3 separate regions of the Sus scrofa genome follow, and all the other regions are linked to region 1. A link is a contact called in public Hi-C and HiChIP or PLAC-seq data. All regions are on one chromosome and are shown on one strand. Each heading gives the region's core, a stretch centred on a gene start, on an enhancer-like site or on the middle of the called end of the contact. The rest is flanking DNA. Distances are from core to core; before and after follow the strand shown. Region 1 holds the start of BTBD7 (BTB/POZ domain-containing protein 7). Region 2 holds the start of MOAP1 (modulator of apoptosis 1). Region 3 holds the start of ITPK1 (inositol-tetrakisphosphate 1-kinase).

Region 1 (3,480 bases), core at 59-2,558:
AATAAACTTAAATCTTCCAATTAAATGGGAAATGTATGAAGTAATAAAGGACCAGAGTTCCCTAGAGGCTCAGCAGGTTAAGGATTCAGCATCATCACTGTTGTGGCCCTGGTTAGTGCGGTAGCAAGGTTCCATCCCTCCCCTGGGAACTTCTGCATGCCACAGGTACAGCCAAAAAATAAAAATAACAAATAAAATTAAAATAATAATGAAAGATGAAGAAATTTAAAACATCCGCAAATTAGAAATTGCTGTTATTCTTTTAAGCTCAGAGGTAGTTTGAGAGCAATAAAAAGTCTCGGAATGACTTAGAAAACTTGTTTCTCAAAGAATGGGTAGAAATGGAAAGTGCAAATCCTTTAAAGAGGGTTTTAAATAAATTCCCAGAGGACAAATACATGAGGTATTGCCAAGGCCTGTCGGAGAACTGCAGGGGTAAGGTACCCGGTGACCAGGGTCAGAATGTCTGGGTTCCAGTCTCGGCTCGCCTACTTACTAATGCTGCATGTAAGCCCCGGGGCAAACGACTTAGTATTTTTAAGCCTATTTCCTTAGCTGTAAAATGCCGATAATAATACCTGTCCCGACTACCTCAAAAAGTCGTTTTGGTGTTCAAAGGGAGCCATGTATTTAACGGTGTTTTGCAAACTGTAAGGTGCTCCACAAATATGTGTTTTTGTTAGTGCATCACTGAAATTATTGCTAACTCCCAGACTCCATCTAGGGAGAGCGATTTCACTTTCCTGTGTGGCGACTGTGTGTTTCCATCCATTCTTATCCCTCGTTTATGGGGGTATCTTTCCGAGGAAAACTTCTTATTGTCTTTTTCGGTGGCGTTTGTGAAAGTACTACAGAGACAGGGCTTAAGACACACTGCTAAGAAGCCACCGAAACCCCAAGACTGTTTCAGCGGAAGTGCAGTCTTCGTTTTTAGAAAGATGCCTCGTGAGCGATAGATCGGGATGCTGGCCGCGGAATATAAACATGAATTGGTAGAACTGGTCGTCGGGCAACCTAGTAATAATAATTCCATTCTGACATATTTAATTATTTGCCACAACTCCCTGGAATAAGCAGGACGCTACAACCTGCTTCAAACTCAGAGCGGGAATAATGCGCGCGCACCCGGCCCCGACCGCTCCCGAATTCTCGCGAACGCGCCTCTCCTGCCAGCCCCAGCGCGCGCGCCCCCCGGCCCCCGCCGCCGACCCACGTGACCCCGGGCGCGGCGTCGGCCGGGATGGGCGGGGCTCGGGCCGGCTCCGCAACGCCGCGCAGGCGCCCCAGGCCCGCGCCGAGCCGAGCCCCTCCTGCTCGCTCTAGGCGTCAAAATGGCGGCGAGGGGAACCTGGAGAAGCCCTGGAGCCTGAGCCATTGACAAGAGCCGAGACGGGAGCGGCGGCGGCGGCGGCGGCTGGAGGAGGATGGCCGGAGGCGCTGGCGCCGGTGCGGACGGCGGTGCTGGTGGCGGCGGCGGCGGGGGCGACGGCCGCGGTCCCAGCGGCGGCAGCAGCAGCGGCGGGAGGAGCCTGTGGGGTGAGTGTCCCTCGGTGTCTCTGAGGCTGTGAGCGGAGGCTGTGCCCAGAGCGGCGCTGGGCGTCCCGGCGAGGAAGGCGGCCGGGGTGCAGGGCTGGGGCCGGGCCGCCGCGGGAGGCGCGGGGCGGCGGGCGTGGACGGAACAGTGGTCCGGCTGAGGCGGCGGCGGCGGCGGGGGCCGGCTGACCGGTCCCGGTGCGCTCTGAGGGGCGGGCTGGGCTGTGTGCCGCCGTCCGGGAGGCAGAGGCGCGAGGTGTGGCGTTTGGGGCGGGGAGAGCGGCCCGAGGTGGCCGAGGCGGCGGCCGGGCCGGCTCCCGGCTCGCGGCTCCAAGGGGCGGGACCCGCCGCTCCCAGGACGCCGGGAAACCCCTCCCGAGACTCGGGCGCGCTTTTACCGGGCTGCGATCGCCCCGGGGTGGGCGTGAGAGCGGCCGGACGGAATTAGGAGTCGGGGCAGCGGGCCTGTGGATGTTTGCTCCCAGGGGGAGAAGTTACATTGTCCGGGTAAGTTACTGTTTCGGGCACGGAATTGCGCTTTGACAGGTTGGGAGACAATACCGAGTGTTTGATAAAGGAGTCTGTGTTTGGAGTACTTGAAAGGCTAAAAGCGTGCATTTTTCCGTGTCTCATCATTTGCACAGCTGTTTACTAGCCTTACCCCGAGGATGAGAACTTTCTCACCCTTTGGAGGAGAAGCTCTGAGGAGTGTTGCTTCTGCTTTGAACTACAATAGCACCTCTTCACATGCCGGCACAGATAATCAGTGCTCGGGATTAGGCCTAATTTGCAGAAGCAATCTTGGTTTTCTTTACCAGAGAACAGTTTCCTCTGCTAACACATCTTTCTGTAATGAGGAAATAGGCATTTGTACAGCATTACTTTGTTCAGCTAACAGAGTGTTTGGTCTCTGAATAGCATCATTTCTTTTAGATTGCTGAAATCAATTACTTTCTTCCGGAAATGTAGAAGATTTGAAATTGCCAAGAAGCGTACATGTTAAAGGCAGCTGTAATTAATCTTGTCCTGGAATTTTGGAGTCAGAAAAATCTTTAGCGATCTGGTGTGACTTGTTTTAGAGCCGGGAAACTAGGCCCAGGGAGATGAGCTACTACTTGCTCTGAGTCGGACAGCTGGCCAGGGATTGGACCAAAACTAGGATCTAGGCCTCTCTCCGCCCCATTTAGAAAGCTCTTTTCACTCCACTCCACTGATTGCACTCTTCACCACCAGTACGCATCCTCACCCCTGGGTCTTTGTGCAGTAAAGTTGAAAGGAGAAATGAGGGAGAACGCCTCTTTCTGACCCTTGACAGTTACTGTAAATTACCACAAGTAACTGATGAAGATTAAATTCAGTAACTGACCTGAATTTAACAAAAACTTACATTTCTTTTAGAGTTTTCATAGGTCTGTGACTGTATTTCTGTCCAGGTACATAGCATTGCTCATTTTTGCATGCATTCAGTAAAAGCATAGGTCATTATTCTGTCCCACAAAACCTAACTGCTCTATTTGGTGCCTCAGCAGCAGCATTTAAACAGGTTCTTGGTATCAGACTCTAATTTTAGGATTTAAAACACCTGTGTTGTGTTGGCCAGGTTGTAGCACCTGATTTCCACACAGCTACTTGAGTCACGGCACTTTTCAGTGTTGTGTCACAGGATAACCTTCAAAAATACAGTCGTGTCAAATGATTCTGATTTCATATTCTAGTCATTGAAACTCATACACCAAAAGCTGTACCTAGTGTTCATTTACACAGGTGATTATTGAAAATCTGCTTTGTATATTGCAGTAGTAGGTGCTACAGCAGAAAATAAGCAAGTGTGGTATATAGACTTTGCCCTCAGGAAAGCTAAGATTTACCCCCTATGAGTCTAAAGAACAATAAATTAAGTTCTATCAATACAAAGAATGCTGTAGGTGTTCTGGTTAGACATGAGCG
Region 2 (3,715 bases), core at 1,155-3,654, 130 kb after region 1:
ACGTGATTGGAGCCACATCTTCGAACTACACTGCAGCTTGCATCAACATTGGATCCTTAACCCACTGAGCGAGGCCAGGGATCGAACCTGAATCCTCATGGATACTAGTCGGAGTCTTAATCCCTGAGCCACAACAGTTTATTAAAAAAAACCAGATGCATTAATAATGCTAGTTGATGACGTTCCTGTTGTGGCTCATGGGAAATGAACCTGACTAGTATCCATGTAGATGCAGGGTCCATCCCTGGCCCAACTCAGTGAGTTAAGGATCTGGCGTGGCTGTGGCTGTGGCGTAGGCCAGCAGCTGTAGCTCTGATTTGATCCCTAGCCTGGGAACATCCATATGCCACAGGTGTGGCCTTAGAAAAAAAAAAAAAAAAAAAGTTAGCTGATTAATAATGCCAGTAGCATTACCAAAAGAACATATTTTGCTTATCAAGAAACATCACCTCAATAATTTTAAACCAATTTCTCACACGGTGATAGCAAGCAAGCATAAATAGTTGGCTTAGCTACAACAGAATAAATTGGTATTTTAGTTTGAAGAATTTTAAAGCAAGCCAAGTAATTGTATAAAATTTAAATTTTATGACCATGTTTGGACCGTTTAACATTAAACACAATGGAAATGTTCATATTCATTTTTTTCCCCAAAGGAAAATTTTCTGAATCATCACTATGTTGCACAGTAGAATAAAAATATGAGTCCAGGTAAACTTATTCAAGTTTCTAAAGAATGCAAATAACAGGTAAAATTTTACTTCCAAAATCTGAAGTCATTAACATGATTTTGTAGTACTGTATCTCAGGCTTTACCTAAAAACTCATTATTATTCAGATAAAGATAGTCCCCTAGTCACATTTTTTTTAAAAAGCCTCTGCCCCACCACAACTTCCTGAGATCTGTGAAGGAACTGCAGTCTTGTGATCAGGCTCCATACAATACCGGCAGTTTTGTACTTGTAAGGAAAAAATGGCGACTGATTTTATGTGTCAATCAGTTGTAGTCTGCTGATCTGATTAGACGCCTTGACAAATGCCTGGTGGCGATTGCATATAACGGCCAAGCATATGGGAATAATACAGTAACCCACCGTCTTGGGGTCAGCTCTTGTACAAGAGTAAAGGAACAAAAACATCTGTAAGTACGGTATCAGAAAAATAATTGTCCAAAACCAAAAAGGTAGGGAAAGTAACCGAGATTTCAAGGAGTGTGTCCATGTGGTTCCCTCAAGGGGCTCCTCTGGGTGCTGCTGAATGTGTTCCAAGGCCAGCCTGTTGTAAGTCTCATTGATTTCAAAAACGTAGTAAAATGCTGCTGCACTTGCTAACAGATACAATCCCACTCCAATCCATCCCATCCGCTGACGGAAGTTCATCATTCTCCATGCTCTGTGCCTTCCGGTTTAAAAAAAAAAAAAATAGTTAGGGTCTAATAAAGCTGGTATTTGTCAACTATTCCAAATGTACTTTATTTCCAATAAGCTCTAAAATACCCCCCCAAACACATGTGAGGTTTAAAATAACTAAATTTCCATTTATTAAAGAAATGTAAACAACTTACAGGTTTTCTGTGAGTTATGAGGAAGTAAAGCTTCAGTATATATTGAGTGTGTTTTTATGCGAATCCCACAGATCAACAAATCATATCTAGCTTAAATGGGTCCAGCACACCTTCCCTTAAACTGTAATTAAACTAGTTTTCTACGCAACATTTCACGTGTACAGTTCAAATACTTTCTGATTCACCAGTATTGCTTCATGTCACTCGGTTCTACAAGTCAAACCAATGTTGGAGCCCCCAAGTTAAGAAAGTAACTCTTAAACCCTTACAGTGGTCCCGAAAATCTTCCTGTTCCCACGGGAAGCGTTAAAGAGTCACTCAGCTCTGAATAATCGGGTGGCTTTGGCATTTCAGAGGAAGCCACCATAAAAGAAATCCCCGGGGTTACCGGCTGGGAGAATGGTGAGCACCGCCAGTCTGGAGCAAAAGCTAATTGTGATTAAGCACAGCGTGACTGTAGCCGGTCACGCGGCGGTCCGGCCCCTGTCGCGGCTGCCGGAGCCCCAGCAGATGTCACCCGGCCCAGCCCGGAGGCTCCCAGCCGCTCCGGCCTCCCTGCGGCCGGCCCCGCCCCCTGTCGCGCTGCAGCGCCCGCCGGCCGCGACCAGGGCTGCGCGGGCGGCGCCAGACCCGGGCCTCTTCGCCTTGCAGCGCCGGGAGCCCAGGACCGGGCAGCGGCCACCGGCCGAGCCTGCGGAGCTGGGCAGATTCCGACTCTCACCTCCTGTCCGGGTTGGCCCGCCCGCCGGCCGTCCCGGATGCTGCCACAGTCCGGGCTTCCGGCCCCGGCCGGAAGCGCCCTGCCCCGCCCCCAAAGGCCCGCCTCCCTTGGTGACGTCAGGGCCCCTCGGCAGCCGCGGGGCAGCCTCCTCCCGAGCGCACCTGACAGCTCTCGGATCGCTACGCAGGCGGAGGTTGCCGAGGCACCGGTGGTGACGCGACCTTCGGGTGGGCTGCCATCTGGGCCTGGTCCCTTCAGCGCTCCTCGACCTCTGTGCTTCGCTAGCGGCTCTGATCGCCGCGTCGTGCCTTGCTGCGGAGAGCGCCGCAGCGACGAGCGGTCAGCCATCCTCCGGCGCTCGTCTGCGCAGCCCCGGTTATCCCTCTCGGGTGTCCCTTCGAGTGGAGGAGAGGCCACTCTCCCGCTCCTCGGGCCAGGCCATCCGGGAAGCATCGGCAGCAGGTCTTGGCGCCTCGGCCGCCGGCGGTGGACACAGACACTGGCGACTAGATAATGGAGTGGGGAAGCGGGACCCCGCGGTCTGCTGCCGGGCGCCCGAGGCCGAGAGAGGGTAAGGTGGCTGGCTGCCGCAGTAGGGCCGGCCGCTGGCGCGGGTCCTCTGGGCTTCTCCGGGCTCGGGTCATTCCTTGACACTTTCAACTAACCCGATTGCTTGGTCCTTGCAGCCCGTCGGAACTCCGGACGTAGGAGAGACTTGACGGGGGTTCCTCGGAGGAACACTGTGAACTGTGGTGGCATCCGTGGCCAGGGCAAATTGGAATTTCAATCGGTTGTTTGAGGGGCACCATGACGCTGAGGCTCTTAGAAGACTGGTGTAGGGGGATGGATGGGAACCCTCGGAAAGCACTGTTGATTGCCGGCATCCCCCAGGCCTGTAATGTGGCAGAAATGCAGGAGGCTCTGTAAGCTGGTTTAGTTCTTTTGGGCGAGTACCGACTGACTGCTCAGGAGGCTGTTCCGGAGGGATGAGAATAGGCACGTAGCTTTAATAGGGCTTACTGAGGAGACAAGTCATGCTCTAGTCCCTAAGGAGATACCCGGAAAGGGGCGTGGCTGGAGAGTGATCTTTAGCCCCCAGACCCAGACAACGAATTTTTAAGCAGATTACATGAATTCTTAAAGGGAGAGGGCATGACTTTGGGTGAGTTTACCAGAGCCCTTGGCTATGGAAACGGCCCTTTTGAACTAGACCAGGGCATGATCCCAGAAATGCAGGCTGCTATGTTGGCACAGGCATTAGATGAGGCTGTGCAGCCTGCCCTGTAATACTTGAAGTACAAAAAGCCGAAAGTATTTTCAGGCAGTGACCCTTCAGAACCAGAAGAAGAAGAATTTGTATCCTGGCTGTTTCATATCACTCAAATAATGAAAACATGACAAATGTCAGATGCTGAAAAAAGAAGGCGATT
Region 3 (3,634 bases), core at 895-3,394, 190 kb after region 1:
ACAGTGACAAGCCCCATTTGTGATGGTGGCCTGCTGAGGACCACCTAATACCTACCCTAATTCTCCCCACAATGTTTTAAGGCAAGCATTACTTTTTTCACCTGGAGCTCAGAGGCAGAACTTAAATGACTTGCCTAAGCTGGGAGGAGCTGAACTCAGACCCCAAAGCTAGGTCTTTCTGAAGCCAGACTGTTCTCGCTCTCCTTTATTTTTTTTGTGGCTGTGCCCAAGGCATACGAAAGTTCTGAGGCCAGGGCTTGAACCCGAGCCACAGCAGTGACAACACCAGCAGTTCCCAGGTCAGGGATCCAACCTGCGTAGCTATTGCGATCTGCGCCACAGCTTTGGCAACAAGGGAACTTCCAGGGACCTCCTGTTCTTCTTGTTTACCTCCAAAGCGGTAGGACCTGAGGCCCAGAGAGACTAAGTGGCCGGCAAGGTCACCCAGCAAGGGTGCCAGGGGAGGGGGATGGGTAAAGGGTGGCGCTAGCTGAGAGGTGGAGACAGGGGGCAGGTGTGCTCACTGCCAGAGTCTGGTGTGGACAAGTCTCACCTAGTAGCAGCGGGAAAGCCATGGGGAAGAAGGATGGGGAAAGTTGGAATTAGGGGAAGAAGGCAGGCCCCCAGGGGCTGGGCCTTAAAGACAGCGTTCAAGTTTGGTCAAGGAGAGTCTGTCCCTAACAGCTTGGTTCTTTCACTTCTCCCAGCCTCCGTTCAAGCTATTCTCTTTTCTCAGGCCCGTCGAACTCCTCCGTATTTTCCACGGCCAGCTTAAATGTCTTCCCTGAAAGTCTGAGACGCCCTCCAACCCTCCCTCCCATTCATTTTTCTTGCCGGTGTCTGGGGAGAGATGCTCGCTTCTCCCCCAATCCTCCAAGGGCTGGATGCTTCCCTAATGCCCACAGGGCGTGGGCAGGCAGGGTGGGGCTGGTGAACTAAGGGTGCTGGGCCTGCAGCTGCTCTGCGTCCCCAAAGGAAAGTGTCTTCTGGGGGTGTCCCACCCTGATCCTCGATGCTTCCAGCCTCTCCCCTCCCCCGCTGGAGGGGACCCGAGTGTGATTGGCGGGCAACCTCTGAAGCCTGCGAAGGCCCCTGAGTGTCCATGTCCTCACCCGAAGTGCCCCCATGGGCACAGCCTGGGTCTGTCTCCTTCAGGGAAGACGGGTGATATCATTGAGTGTCTGTATCTCTCTCCCGCCCCCCTTCCTGCTCCTTCTGCTGCACTCGGAGGTCAATACTGCTGGGACTACAGAGATGCTTTTGATGAATGAAACTCAGTGGCTCGATCACTCCCAAAGGACAGGCAGAAAATCCCCCACCACGACTCCTCTCGCTCCTATACAAAGTAAAAGCACTTGGCAAGGGCCGCCCTAAAGCCGCTACTGAGCCCTCCACCCCCCAGGCTCAACAGCCTGATCCTCGACACAAACGCGCACCAAAGAGCAAGGCGGGGAAGGCGCTGCGCCTTTAAGAGGCGGCGGGCGGCGCTGCCCCCTGGCGGCCGGCTCCGCCGCGTTTCCTCCGGCCTGGTCCAGCGGTCCTGCCGGCCGGGTCAGCACGGTGGCAGCGGCTGGGCCGGGCTCGGCGAGAGCGCGGGCTGCGCGCGAGGACGACGACGGAGAGGAGAAGGAAGTGGCAGCGGCGGCGGTGGCCGCGGCGGCGGGTGAGGACGGCGGGGCGGGGCGGGGTGGGGCTGGGGGCGCTGGCGGCCGCGTGCGCCCCGCCGGGGTCCGAGCGCGCCGGGCAGCGCACGCGCTCCGCTCGCATCGGCCAAACGCGCCGCCCGGGGCTCGGAGGGGGAACTGCGGGCGAGAACGGGAGGGAGGGCGGGGAGGAGGGGCTTGGGGGCGGCGCGCAGCCCCGGCGCGGTGGCCGATCGTCCGCGGCCGCCGCTGGAGGGCGTGTTGCTCGGTCCCCAGCGCCGGGAGGGCGGCGCCAGCGAGGGAGGGCCTCCCTCCTCTTCCCAGCCGGGCCGGGCCGGCGCTCGCGAACTTGCGCGCCGGGAGCCCCGGGGGCGACGGGGGCGTGGGCGGCGGCGGCGCGGGCGGCCCCGGCGCAGCGGCAGCCAGTGGAGTGCCGCGCTGAGCGCCGCTCCCTCCGCCCGGGCGCCCGCCCCGCCCCGTCCCGCCCCTCCCGGCAGGACTGCGCGCCCGGAGCCCCGTTCCGCGTCCCCGCCGCCGGGAGGAGGTGCCGGCACGCTCGCGGCGCGCGCCGGGCCGCCAGACTCGGCCTGTGGGCGATTTCCTCCGACCCGAGCTCTCCGCCCGAAGAGGAAGATGCAGACCTTTCTGAAAGGGAAGAGAGTTGGCTACTGGCTGAGCGAGAAGAAAATCAAGAAGCTGAATTTCCAGGCCTTCGCCGAGCTGTGCAGGTAAGGAGGGACGGGGCTCCGGCGCCCGGGGACCCCCGGCCTGAGCCCGGTTCAGCCTCAGCGGCTGGTTCGGGAGATTAGAGCAAAACGGGAAGGAGCGGTGCGTGGGGACACGGAGTCCGAGTAGCCAGGTGGCTGTGGTGGCCGCGGGCTGTGTACGAGGGAAGCAGTTGCCAGTATGGGCGGTGTGGCACGGACCAGGGCTCTCAGGTGCACTGGGTCTCCCGGTAGGGAGACCCCTGGCTGCCCAGGGCGCGGTGGGAGCACTGCTAAAGGGGGCCGAGGGACCTGGGAAATCGGGGGATCCACGCCGTATGCCTGTGGCTGGAGGTACTTTTGGACTGGAGTGTTTTTTCTTGCTTGGGCCTCTTCCCTTCATGGGGAAGGGCTCCGAGGTTCGTATGCTCGTGGACCACCTACTCTGTGCCCCGCCTGTGCAGCTGTCTTTGCAAGAAGCTATCATCGCATATCACTGGGTTAAGCCTCTTTGAAGCGAGTAGCAATACTTGGCATGTATGTGATTTGCTGTCTCATTAGAGCCTCGCACCAGCCTTGAGAATTGGCTGGGTTGGTGATTCTGGGCCACGTGTCTGAGAAGGGGGATCCATCCACAGAGAGGTGGGGTACCTCCCCCTGGGGTCCCACAGCAGGGAGTGGCTTGATGCCTAAGAGGAGGTGGTGGGTAAATGCTTCTGGTCTAGAACGGCCTTCCTCCCTCTGGGCTCCCCCCCCTCCCCCACCACTGGTCCTTCTGGGGTGGAGGCTCCGGGTGTTTTAATACGATGGAATTCTTAGTCCATTACAGATGCATCCAGTTTTGGGTCAGGTCTGCCTCACCTTGCTTCACTACAGTGGCTTTGGCTCTGAGAAGCTGTTAGTTAAATACTGTTCTCCGTGAAAGCCTAAGAGAATCAGGCTCCCCCAGGCTTTTGCAAACTCTAGGTGGAAGACCTTTTGTTATGCAGTGTCTCCACTTGGTAGATTTGATTCTTGAAAATGGACCCCCCCTTGCATTTTTATCCCTGTTGGGTCACCAAACATAATGATTGGGTTTCCTTATCTCCCCTTGTGCGGAGCAAGTGGCTGGTCAGAGCTGGCTGGTGCAGGCCCGCCTGGCAGCACCTCTGTGCCCCTCATGCCTTTTCCCAGGGCCTGCTGCTCCTTTGCCTTGTTCCAGCCCCCAAGGCGCTCTTCTCGCTGCAGCCAGAGGGGCGCCCCTTGTATACAACAGCTCCTGGTTCTGCGTCCCTTGGTCTGGGGATA

Evidence for each region. Hi-C and Micro-C count contacts between places; a contact is called where the count stands out from the background. HiChIP or PLAC-seq counts read pairs in DNA pulled down with a chosen protein or histone mark.
Region 2: a contact with region 1 is called in an H3K27ac HiChIP or PLAC-seq map of alveolar macrophages. The contact joins the promoter of MOAP1 here to the promoter of BTBD7 in region 1. A contact is called at or near these places in 2 of 47 Hi-C or Micro-C datasets (embryonic fibroblasts and heart right ventricle) and 1 of 2 datasets of contacts at active chromatin or transcription factors (alveolar macrophages).
Region 3: a Hi-C map of embryonic fibroblasts shows a contact between it and region 1, with 1.7 times the contacts expected there. The contact joins the promoter of ITPK1 here to the promoter of BTBD7 in region 1. A contact is called at or near these places in 2 of 47 Hi-C or Micro-C datasets (embryonic fibroblasts and heart right ventricle).

Annotation. Positions count from the first base shown.
Region 1 is chr7:114,704,884-114,708,363 of Sscrofa11.1, reverse strand. BTBD7 (BTB/POZ domain-containing protein 7) reads left to right here and starts at 1,308. Exons shown (of 11, transcript XM_013989220.2): 1 at 1,308-1,536.
Region 2 is chr7:114,572,741-114,576,455 of Sscrofa11.1, reverse strand. It overlaps MOAP1 (modulator of apoptosis 1), which reads left to right and starts at 2,404. Exons shown (of 5, transcript XM_021099631.1): 1 at 2,404-2,856; 2 at 2,972-3,245; 3 at 3,247-3,373; 4 at 3,376-3,715. The coding sequence starts at 3,093. It overlaps TMEM251 (transmembrane protein 251), which reads right to left and starts at 2,063. Exons shown (of 2, transcript NM_001001629.1): 1 at 1,834-2,063; 2 at 569-1,398. The coding sequence starts at 1,913. The coding sequence ends at 987.
Region 3 is chr7:114,518,686-114,522,319 of Sscrofa11.1, reverse strand. ITPK1 (inositol-tetrakisphosphate 1-kinase) reads left to right here and starts at 2,144. Exons shown (of 10, transcript NM_001143692.2): 1 at 2,144-2,371. The coding sequence starts at 2,277.